2 separate regions of the Sus scrofa genome follow, and region 1 is linked to region 2. The links are chromatin contacts, called in public Hi-C maps. All regions are on one chromosome and are shown on one strand. Each heading gives the region's core, a stretch centred on a gene start, on an enhancer-like site or on the middle of the called end of the contact. The rest is flanking DNA. Distances are from core to core; before and after follow the strand shown.

Region 1 (5,386 bases), core at 409-2,908, 83 kb before region 2:
TTAGACAGAGGAACATTAGCAGGCTGGAGAGTTAGAGAGGGTCTGAAGGTGAAAAGATGTGTCAGCAGTAAGGGGAAAGCTAAAAGGGGGTAAAAAAATAAGACTTAACATGGACAGATTAAGAAAACACAATGGAAATACCAAATTTTAAAAGCAGATATCATTCTGCAGAGAAGTGATACGGATGATTAATAGTGATAGGAACTGCCATTTGAAAATAAATCTGTTAGAAATATTTAACTATTTTTGGAGTTCCCACTGTGGCTCAGCAGAAAAGAACCCGACAAGTATCCATGAGGATGCAGGTTCCCTTCTTGGCCTTACTCAGTGGGTTAAGGATCTGGTGTTGCCAGCTACACTACCTGTGGTGTATGTCACAGACTCTGCTCAGATGCCGCGTTCCTCTTACTGTGGAGTAGGATGGCAGCTGCAGCTCCAATTTGACCCTTAACCTGTGAACTTCCATGGTCCCCAAAAGCAAAAAAACATTCTAAGATAAAATAACTTAAAAAAGAAATATTTGACTATTTTTCAGCAGGTGCATACAAAACTTTGATTCAAATGAAAACTGGTTTTCAAATGATCACACTGGCAGATATGTAAAGACCAATGTTGGTGGACAAGGAATCTGAGAAACCAGCTGGGAAGTTACTTCAGGTCTTAGTGAAGAATAATAGTTGTTCAGTAAGAGTGAGATTGGAGAGAGAGTGATGAGAAACTCATTTTCCACACAGACACACTGGTTGGAACAAAAGAGAGGAAACAAGGACAACTCCTAGGCTTTTTTGGTTTTATTTTTCATCGGAGCTACTCTATAGGAAGATACTTATAATTTGATGGGGAAGCCTGGGGAAGGTGCAGGATGCCGGAAGGGGTAGGTCTGGGTGACGTTTATTTCAGCCTGGGTTCGGTTTTAGAAACCTATACAAAAACAAGGTCTGAAAAGAGAGAAATGGATACAGACATTGCAGAGAGGCAAAGGGTATCATTAAGTGAACTTGCTAACAAGAAGATCCCTCCTGCAGGCAGAAAGTGAAGATATCTATCTCTGCCGTGATGCCAGCGAGCAATTAATTCCCTGGGGGCGGAAGGTCTGGCGACAGACTGCCTTTCAGAAGACTGCAAGGTTGGTGAGGGTACGCGAAGACCGACCACCGCCAGCGTCCCCAGAGATAGGGCCCTGTTCACGTGCCAGTTCCCGAACTCCGAGAGGGGGCGTCGGCCGAAGTGAGGCCTCGAGAAAGGGCTGCGCGAGACAGCCCGGGGCACACATCCCGGGTCACGGGGGCCGCGCGGTACGAGGACGCGCGGCACCCGCGCCCGAGAGCCACCCGGGCCACCGGGCCCACGCACGGGAGCCAAGCGCGCCTCACGTGAGACGCGGGGCGGGGCAAGCTGCCTCTCGCCTCTAGCCGAGTCGCTCACCCGACGGCACGTAGTCCTCGTCCTCCTCCGAGGTGGAGAAGTCTTCGGAGTCGAATTCCTCCATATCGCTGCCGCACGAGGGGGGCTGAGTCGCAGGGCCGCAACAGCTGCCCCCAACGGCAAAGCTCTAGGGAGCCACCATAGAGCTGCGGCGGGGGCGGCGGCGGCGGCGGCTGGGGCGGCCCCCAGCCTCTGCACATGCGCAGAGAGTGTATGTGGTCGAATGCGACACTTCCGGACCAGTGCCTTCTGCTGGATGCTACTGTGGGGGTTGGCGGAACACGGGCTGGGCGCCGAAGCGGTGCATGCTGGAACTTGTAGTCTTCAGAGCTACCAGCTGCTTTGATTTAGTAAACATGCTTAAACTAAGTTTGTTTTGCCCGTGGGAATACGGCAGACCTTCATTACTCGCAGTTTGGTATTTTTGAAATCGCTTACTTGTTAAAATTTATTATCACCCCCAAAATTAATATTCGCGGTGCTTTCTGGGGTTATTTGCGGACATGCGCAGAGAGTGAAAATTTTTGAGTCAACCCAAGGTTTGTGGTACCAAGGTTGAAAGAGGCAGGCGGTCTTGCTTCTTCCGCTCGAATGCTGTAAATAAGTGTCCTTTTCGCAATCACTTTAGTGCCGCGTTTTTTGCATTTTTGTGCTTTTTGTTGGTGATTTCGCTGTTAAAAATGACCCCCGAGCGTGGTGCTAAGGTGCTGCCTAATGTTCCTAAGCGCAAGAAGGCTGTGATGTGCCTTCCGGGGAAAATACGAGTGTTAGATAAGCTTCGTTTAGGCATGAGTTGTAGTGCTCTTGGCCGTGAGTTCAATGTTAATGAGTCAACAATCCTTTACATCAAGAAAAAAAGAAAAGGAAATTCGCCGATCTGTACGTGAGGCTGCTCCGGAAAGTGCTGAAGTGACGTCTATAGTGGGGGTGAGGAAGCAATGGAAAAAATGGAAAAGCGGCTCAATTTGTGGATTCATGAGAAGACAACCGATAAAAAAGGTGTGGTGGACAGCACTGCTGTGAAGCTGAAAGCCAACGAAATTTACAGCCATGTTACCCAGGGTCAGAAAAATGTGAAACCGTCCTAGGCTAGTGCTGGGTGACTTGCACGTTTCAAAAGGCGATATGGGGTGAATAATGTTAAGCTTGCAGGTGAGACAAGTTCTGCAGATCAGGAGGCTGCAGAAATTTAAAAAATACTTGCTAAGTATTATAAGGAAAAAGGATATGTGGAAGAGCAGGTTTTCAATGCTGATGAGACTGGCTTATTTTATAAGGATGTTGGCAAAAGAACCTATATAACGCAAATGGCCTCCAAAGCCTCTGGCTTTAAATCTTTCCAAGACTATGCAACCCTGCTTTTGTGCACCAATGCCAAGGGTGACTTTAACTGCAAACCCCTAATGGTGTACAGAGCTCCAAGTTCACAAGCATTTAAAGGGAAAAGTGTGAACCATATGCCGGTCCATTGGAGGTGGAACAAAAAAGCGTGGATGACGTCTGATTGGTTCCAGAGTTGCTTCATACCAGAAGTTGAATACTATCTCCAGGACAGAAACCTTGCCTTCAAGATTTTGTTCATTTTGGATAATGTGCCCGTCCATTGCTGTGAAGAACTCACAAATGCTCACCCCAACGTAGAAGTTCTTTTCTTGCCCCCAAATGCTACGTCTCTCATCCAACCCCTGGATCAGGGCATAATAAAAGCCTTCAAGGCGCACTATACTAGGGAGCTTTACAGCAAGGCTTTCGAGGCTCTCAAAGCCAACAAGGAAAGTACCGTGATGGACTATTGGAAGTCAGTCACTATACACAACGTTATTGATTATGTTGGCACAGCCTGGGACAACATCAAGCGGGCTGCTATCAATAACTGTTGGAAAAATGTTTGGCTGGACTGTGTGGAAAATTTTGAAGGTTTTGAAGGTGTAACAGAAAGTATAAAAAACAGTGTCAAAAACATAATGCCTATCGCGTGGCAAATAAGTGGAGAAGGTTTTGATGATATGAGGGAAGAGGATGTGGGGGAGATTAAGAACCCACCAATGAAGACCTGGACGAGATGGCAAAACAAGGCGTTGGAGTCCATGATAACGAAGACAGCGATGAAAGTCAGCCTAAGAGTCCAGGAATTGTCCCTCTTACAGCGGCCAAAATATCAGAATGGAACTCTGCCTTGGGAAAACTATTCAATGACATGGAAGTGTGTGACCCTATGCTCGATCGCAGCCTCAACTTTAAGCGCTTAATCTCCTTTGCGTTTGCCCCCTATGCCAAGATGCTTAAGGATTTGAGGCGAAAAGCCATGCAGGCTCCCAGTATTGGGAGCCAGTTGGGGAAGGAAGATTGCCGATTGCATCAACAAGTGGTGAGAGCCAAACCCCTGAGGTTGAACCAACAGTTGTCACTCTTCCATCCTCTTCCCCTCCTGCAGAATGACTTCCACCAACCTCTCCCTTGGTTTTTGTGGGGCAAGCCAAGGTCGAGAGGTTTAACCACACTCTGCCTGGTGCCATCACCCAATCTTCAGCTCCATCAACAGTAAGATTCTAGTTCATGTTTTCATAAAACTTTAAATGTTTGAGCTTCCCTTTTTTCAGAACTATATTTGCATTACTGTACAGTATGTAGGATGTGTTTACAGTACTGTATAAATTTACTTATGTGAGTCCTGTGTGTATGTGTGTGTGTGTGTGTGTGTGTATGAGGGGGAGAGTTAAAGTAGTTCAACCTCAGTATTGTAGAGTGCATTGCACAGAGATGCTGTCATTGAAATATTGTTTTATTAAAATACTACATATCATTATTTGTAAGAAAGATATATTAAATAAGGTGTCTTTGAACAGAAACACATAAAACAAGATTATGTACTGATGTGTTTACAAAAATGGTACGACCAGAGACCCCCCCCAGGAACCCAACCTTGTAATTCTGCTAATTGAGGGTGCGCAGTGACCTTATAGGTGTCATTACTGACAGCAGCAAGGATCAGTTGTATTCTAGAATTCAGACAACATGCCCACCAATCCTTCTGTCAAGCTAATCCATAAGAAGTACAACCATATAATCTTGGTCATTTTGTCATATTAAAAAATGTTAATTATAATACAGCTATAGGAGGCAGTAATCAGAAGCGAATGCAGATGAGATAGCAACAAGTATATCCTGTTTGCTCAGATTTCGGGTTTTTTTTTTTTTCAGGTAAAAATTGCTCCCTGTTAATATTCTGGGCTAGGGCCTGTGTTACCCAGTCTAGTGTTATCTAAATCAAGGAATAGATGAATCACATTTGTGAGTAAAAGGACATTACAGGAATTCCCGTCGTGCACAGCAGAAATGAATCCGACTAGGAACCATGAGGTTGCAGGTTCAATCCCTGGCCTCGCTCTGTGGGTTAAGGATCCGGTGTTGCCATGAGCTGTGGTGTAGGTCGCAGACACGGCTCAGATCGGGTGTTGCTGTGGCTGTGGCGTAGGCTGGAAGCTACAGCTCTGATTAGACCCCTAGCCTAGGAACCTCCATATGCTATGTGTGTGGCTCTAAAAAGACGAAAGACAGAAAAAAAAAAAAAAGAACATTGCAGATGTGAGAAAAAGAATGTATATATGTGTATGTGCGACTGGGTCACTTTGCTGTATAGCAGAAAATGGACAGAACACTATAAACCAACTATAATGGAAAAAGTAAAAATCATTAAAAAAAAATAAAGGCCATCACAGGAGTTCACAGATGGCTCAGTGGGTTAAGGATCTGGCATTGTCACTGCTGTGGCTTCAGTTGCTGCAGTGGTGCAGGTTTGCTCCCTGTCCGGGAAACTTCTTTATGCTGCAGGCACGGCCAGAAAAAACGGACATTACAGTGGCTCTGTGCCAGCAAACCTTTAAAAACAGCCTGATTGAAACATACTTCACACACCACAAAATTTACACAAGTGCGTAATTCAGTCATTTTAGGATATTCA
Region 2 (4,991 bases), core at 1,302-3,801:
TTAAAAAGAAGTTTGATTAACAAATATTGATACATGGGAAGTTCCTATTGTGGCTCAGTGGTGATGAGCCTGATAGTATCCATGAGGATGTGGGTTTGATTCCTGGCCTCACTCAGTGGGTTAAAGATCCCGAGTTGCCATGAGCTGTGAGGTAGGTCACAGATGTGGCTGATGTGGCTTGGATCCTGCTCTGCTGTGCCACAGGCTGGCAGTTGAAGCTCCAATTCAACCCCCAGCCTGGGAACTTCCATATGTCCCAGGTGTGGTCCAAAAAAAAAAATGAGACATGCAATTCTAGACATACTGAGTCTACCCACATGGAATTAGGTCTAGCAGGGGAGAGATGAGAAATAAATGAATTATACACAAATACTGATATATGTGCCAAACTGGGTCTTTAATTTTATGTCATTATATATACCTGTAACTCTTTAATAATTTACAAGGAGAATTCATAATCATAAAAAAGGTAAGGAAAGTTAAATATTCATAAAAAATCTGAATCCTATTTTGCTTGTGGTTATTCATATGAACAGTCAGATTACTTTTTTTTTCATTTTATTAAGTTGCTGGGAAAAATCTTATTTTTTTTTTTTCAGCTACACCAATTTGGCTGTAGGCCAATCATCTCAGAGGTGTCTAAAGAGATCCAACTTTGAAAGAAGAAAATCCAGAATTTTCCTACTTTCAAAGGAAAATGTCTCCTGAAAATGAGCGTAAAGGGGTGGGTGACTATAAAGGAAGCATTCACTTACCTCGAATCAGACACTAGATTACAGGCAGTAAAAAACTTCGTTTTCACCCCCAGACGGCGGCAGGATGCAGCAGCATCTCAGGAGGCAAGCCCAGGGAGGCTGGACTGGGCCAGCAACAGTCTGGGGAGGTCACTTAACCAATCAGCGCCTCTGCTTCCACATGTCAGTCTGCCTAAAAATACCCGCCCTTTTTGTTGCTACTGCTTGCTGAAGCACAAGCCAGCTGCAAGAACGAGTAATTAAAGAGAGCATTAGACATTCGCGTCATGGCTCAGCGCTTAACAAGTCTGACTAGCATCCGTGAGGACGCAGGTTCAATTCCTGACCTCCCGCACAGGGTTACGGATCCGGGACCTGGCGTTGCCATGAGCTGTGGTGTAGGTCGCAGACGCGTCTCAGATGCCTCTTTGCTCTGGCCCTGGCTTGGGCTGGCGGCTACAGCTCTGATTAGACCCCTAACCTGGGAACCTCCATATGCTGCGGGTGCGGCCCTAAAAAAAAAAAAAAAACAGAAAAACCAAAAAAAAAAAAAAAAAAAAAAAGAGAGAGAGAACGTCAACTGGCTTTCACGACTCAGCAACTTTCGCGACCACGCTTCCATCAGGCCACGCCCACGGAAATGGGGGCCAGAGACAGGCTGTCCGCAGGCTATCAGTCTCTGTGTGGGACACACACCCTGACAGCAGTGACTAATTTTCTCGGGGGTGGTGGACGGCTTGGAGAATTCGAATATTACAAAATATTTACTCCCCAGGAAATTAAATATAAGCTTAGGCCAATGAGCCTGTACACACAACTTCTGTGGATTCGTAACTCCTTCAGACCCAAGCAGGGCCCCCAGGGACAAGGACCCGGACCGCCCAGCTTCCTCCCACGCATGCCCCTATCCCCATCTCCATCCATACACCCGCCCAGAACCACGCACCGAAACGAGCGGGACGCGCAGGTGATCCCCCTGCAGTCGGTTGAAGGCAGGGAACGTGCTCCAGGCCAGGAATCCGCCGTGCGCGTGCTCAGGTCCCAGCAAGGCCACGAGCAGCACTTGGTGCTGGAAGCGTACGGTCGGCTGCTCCTCGTAGCTACTCCGTTTCAGCCAAAACCCTGAGGTAAAGAGGGCAGGAGGCAGAGGGGAAGAGGTTAGGGAGGCCGGCGGGAGCACCGGGGAGAATCCTGTCGCGCACTGGCCTTCAGGCAGGCTCACCGTGGCTCCGGAAGGCCACCAGCAGCGGTGGGATGTACGTGAGGGCGGTGGCCAGCAGCAGGAACAGCGCGGCCTTGGAGCAGAGCCCCGCGCGGTAGCCGCGCTCCACCGGGTGAGAAAAGAGTTCGTGGAGCGCCATGAGCACAGGTCGGAGTCGGGCTGCGCGTCCCGGACCCCTCCGCGGTTCCAGAGACTCGACCAACTTTGGCTTCTCCTGGTTGCCATAGCCTTGGTCTCCACGGCAACCGCAGGCGCGGGGAAAGGAACCAATAGCAAGGAAGCTGGCTTTGGTGGGGGTGGGGCTAACGGGGGGCGGTACCCACTGGTGGATCGTAGTCCTAGCTTTAAGCGTTAGGCGCCCTTTCCTATAAGCTGAGCAGAAATGGAATGTTCCGTGCCCCCAAATCTTAGCATCGCCCTTGTTAACATTTGTGTCAAATTAGATTTTCATAAATATTAAAGTAAATACCTGCATAAGTGTCATCTGTTAATCCCCAATGTGGTTCACTGTACACTGAGTCCAGTAACGGCACACCTTACATTGGAGGAAAACAGTGTGGTCCTGGACCTGGTCACTCCTTTGTATCCAAATGTACCTTTTTTCTTTCTTTCTTTTCACTTTTATTTATTTATTTGTTTGTTTGTTTTTAGGGCCGCATCCGCAGGCATATGGAAGTTCCCGGGCTAGGGGTCAAATAAGAGCTGCAACTGCCGCCTACAGCACAGTTCCAGCAACACAGGTTCTGAGCTGCGTCTGTGACCTACACCACAGGCCATGGCAATGCCAGTTCCTTAACCCACTGAGCGAGGCTAGTGATCCAATCCACATCCTCATGGATGCTAGTCAGGTCCCTTACCACTGAGCCAGGGCAGGAACCCCTGTCTCCAAATTTTCTAATGCTTTCACTAGTCCATAGCAAGACAGACACCGAAACAGGTCACAAAGCACCCTGCTCTTCAAGGGATAAGGATAATTACTATATAGCTCTACTATACTATGTTATAGTTGAGCACAGGCTTGACGACCTGTTTTGGGGAAGCTCTGGCCCTCTGCAAAGTTAACCTTGGTGTGTCACTTCATTAAAAGCTCTCCCTAGTATTTCAAACAAGGCAGAAGGATCTTTTTTTTTTTAAGGGCCATACCCATGGCATATGGAGGTTCCCAGGTTAGGGGTCAAATTGGACCTACAGCTGCCAGCTTATGCCACAGGCATGGCAATGCAGGATCCAAGCCATGTCTGCAACTTACACCATAGGTCATGGCAACACCAGATCCCTAACCCACTGAGGGAGGCCAGGGATCAAATGGATCCTCATGGATACCAGTCTGATTCGTTTCCACTGGACCACAATGGGAACTCCCAGGATTTTTTTTTAACACGTTCAACAGCCAACTTCTTTATCAAAAGGACCCGAAGAATCAAATGTCAGTGCCAAGAGATAGTGTGAGGTTTGTTATCAGAATGGAGTCCAGCAGTAGACGCTCCTATTTCAAAACCAACCTAGAAGTGCTTTTGTCTTCTAGTTTCATTGGGATATAACTGACATACAGCACCATATAAGTTTAAGGTGTACAACATAATGATTTGACTTACATACATCATAAAATGATTACAATAAGTTTAGTGAACCCTTCACCTCATATAGAAAATTAAATAGAAAATATTTTTCCTTATAATAAGATCTCTTAGGATTTATTCTCTTTCTTTCATATGTAACCCAGTGCAGTGTTAATTATATTTATCATGTTGTACCTTATATCCCTAGTACTTATCTTGTAACTGCAAGTTTGTACCTTCTTTTCATCCAATCCCCTCTTCCCTCCACCCTGATTCTGGTAGCCACAAATCTGATCTCTTTTTTTAATGAGTTTGTTTATTTTTGGAAGTATAAGTGACCTACAACCCTATTAGTTCCTGTTTCACAGTATGAAGTATTTCTACACATTTCTTTTTTTTTTTTTTTTTTTTTTTTTTTTTGGTCCTTTTAGTGCCGCACTTGCGGCACATGGAAGTTCCCAGGCTGAGGGCCCTGAGCCACAAGGGGAACTCAAGTATACCTATACATTTAAAAACGATCACCATGAGAAGTCTAGTTACCATAACCTAGAAGTGGGTTGTAGATGAGGAAAACAGCTGAGATCCTAACAACACAGAGAGAGGTCAAGACCTCCCTTATGCGAGAACTATCCAGAGTCCAAGCTGACAATGTCAGCAGCCATAAGATGTTTCTGACATATCTGGTCCCGTACTATATATTCTTGCTTTAAAGCTTTTCTGAGGTAGCAACACAGCTGTAAAAAATTGATAGGCTTAAATCTATGTTGCGATTCTGACCTATTGTATCTGTGCTTTAAGCGAATGTCTTTCATTTATATAACCATTAAAATAAAATTTAGAGGCGTTCCTTTGTGGCTCAGTGGGTTAAGGATCTGGCAGTTGTCACTGCTGTATCATTGGTTAGAGTTTTGGGGTAGGTTCAGTCCCTGGCCCGGGAACTTCCCCAGGCCATGGGTGCCGCCACAAAATTTAAAAATTTAGGGAGTTCCCATCGTGGCTCAGCGGTTATGAACCCGACTAGTATCCATGAGGACACAGGTTTGATCCCTGGCCTCGCTCAGTGAGTCAAGGATCCGGGGTTGCTATGAGCTGTGGTGTAGGTCGCAGGCATGGCTTGGATCCAATATTGCTGTGGCTGTGGTGTAGGCCGGCAGCTACAGCTCCGATTTGACCCCTAGCCTGGGAACGTCCATATGCCTGTGGGTGTGGCCCTAAAAAGACAAAAATAAAATAAAATAAAATAAAAATTTAGAATAGATGATTATTTTTTGTTTGTTTTTTGTCTTTTAGGGCCACACCTGTGGCATATGGAGGTTCCCAGGCTAGGGGTCTAATTGGGGCTGTTGCCACTGGCCTAGCCACAGCAACGTCCAAGCCGCGTTTGCAACCTACACTACTGCTCACGGCAGTGCTGGATCCTTAACCCAGTGAGTGAGGCGAGGGATCAAACCTACAACCTCATGGTACCTAGTCGGA

The links. A called contact is a pair of places that touch in the nucleus more often than the background predicts.
Region 1: a Hi-C map of liver shows a contact between it and region 2, with 2.6 times the contacts expected there. The contact joins the promoter of CFDP1 here to the promoter of TMEM231 in region 2. A contact is called at or near these places in 1 of 5 promoter capture datasets (liver), 6 of 47 Hi-C or Micro-C datasets (embryonic fibroblasts, epiblast stem cells, heart right ventricle and 2 more) and 2 of 2 datasets of contacts at active chromatin or transcription factors (alveolar macrophages and skeletal muscle).

What each region holds. Positions count from the first base shown.
Region 1 is chr6:12,219,973-12,225,358 of Sscrofa11.1, reverse strand. CFDP1 (craniofacial development protein 1) reads right to left here and starts at 1,658. Exons shown (of 7, transcript XM_021093775.1): 1 at 1,426-1,658. The coding sequence starts at 1,489.
Region 2 is chr6:12,137,877-12,142,867 of Sscrofa11.1, reverse strand. It overlaps TMEM231 (transmembrane protein 231), which reads right to left and starts at 2,551. Exons shown (of 6, transcript XM_005664337.3): 1 at 1,681-2,551. The coding sequence starts at 2,181.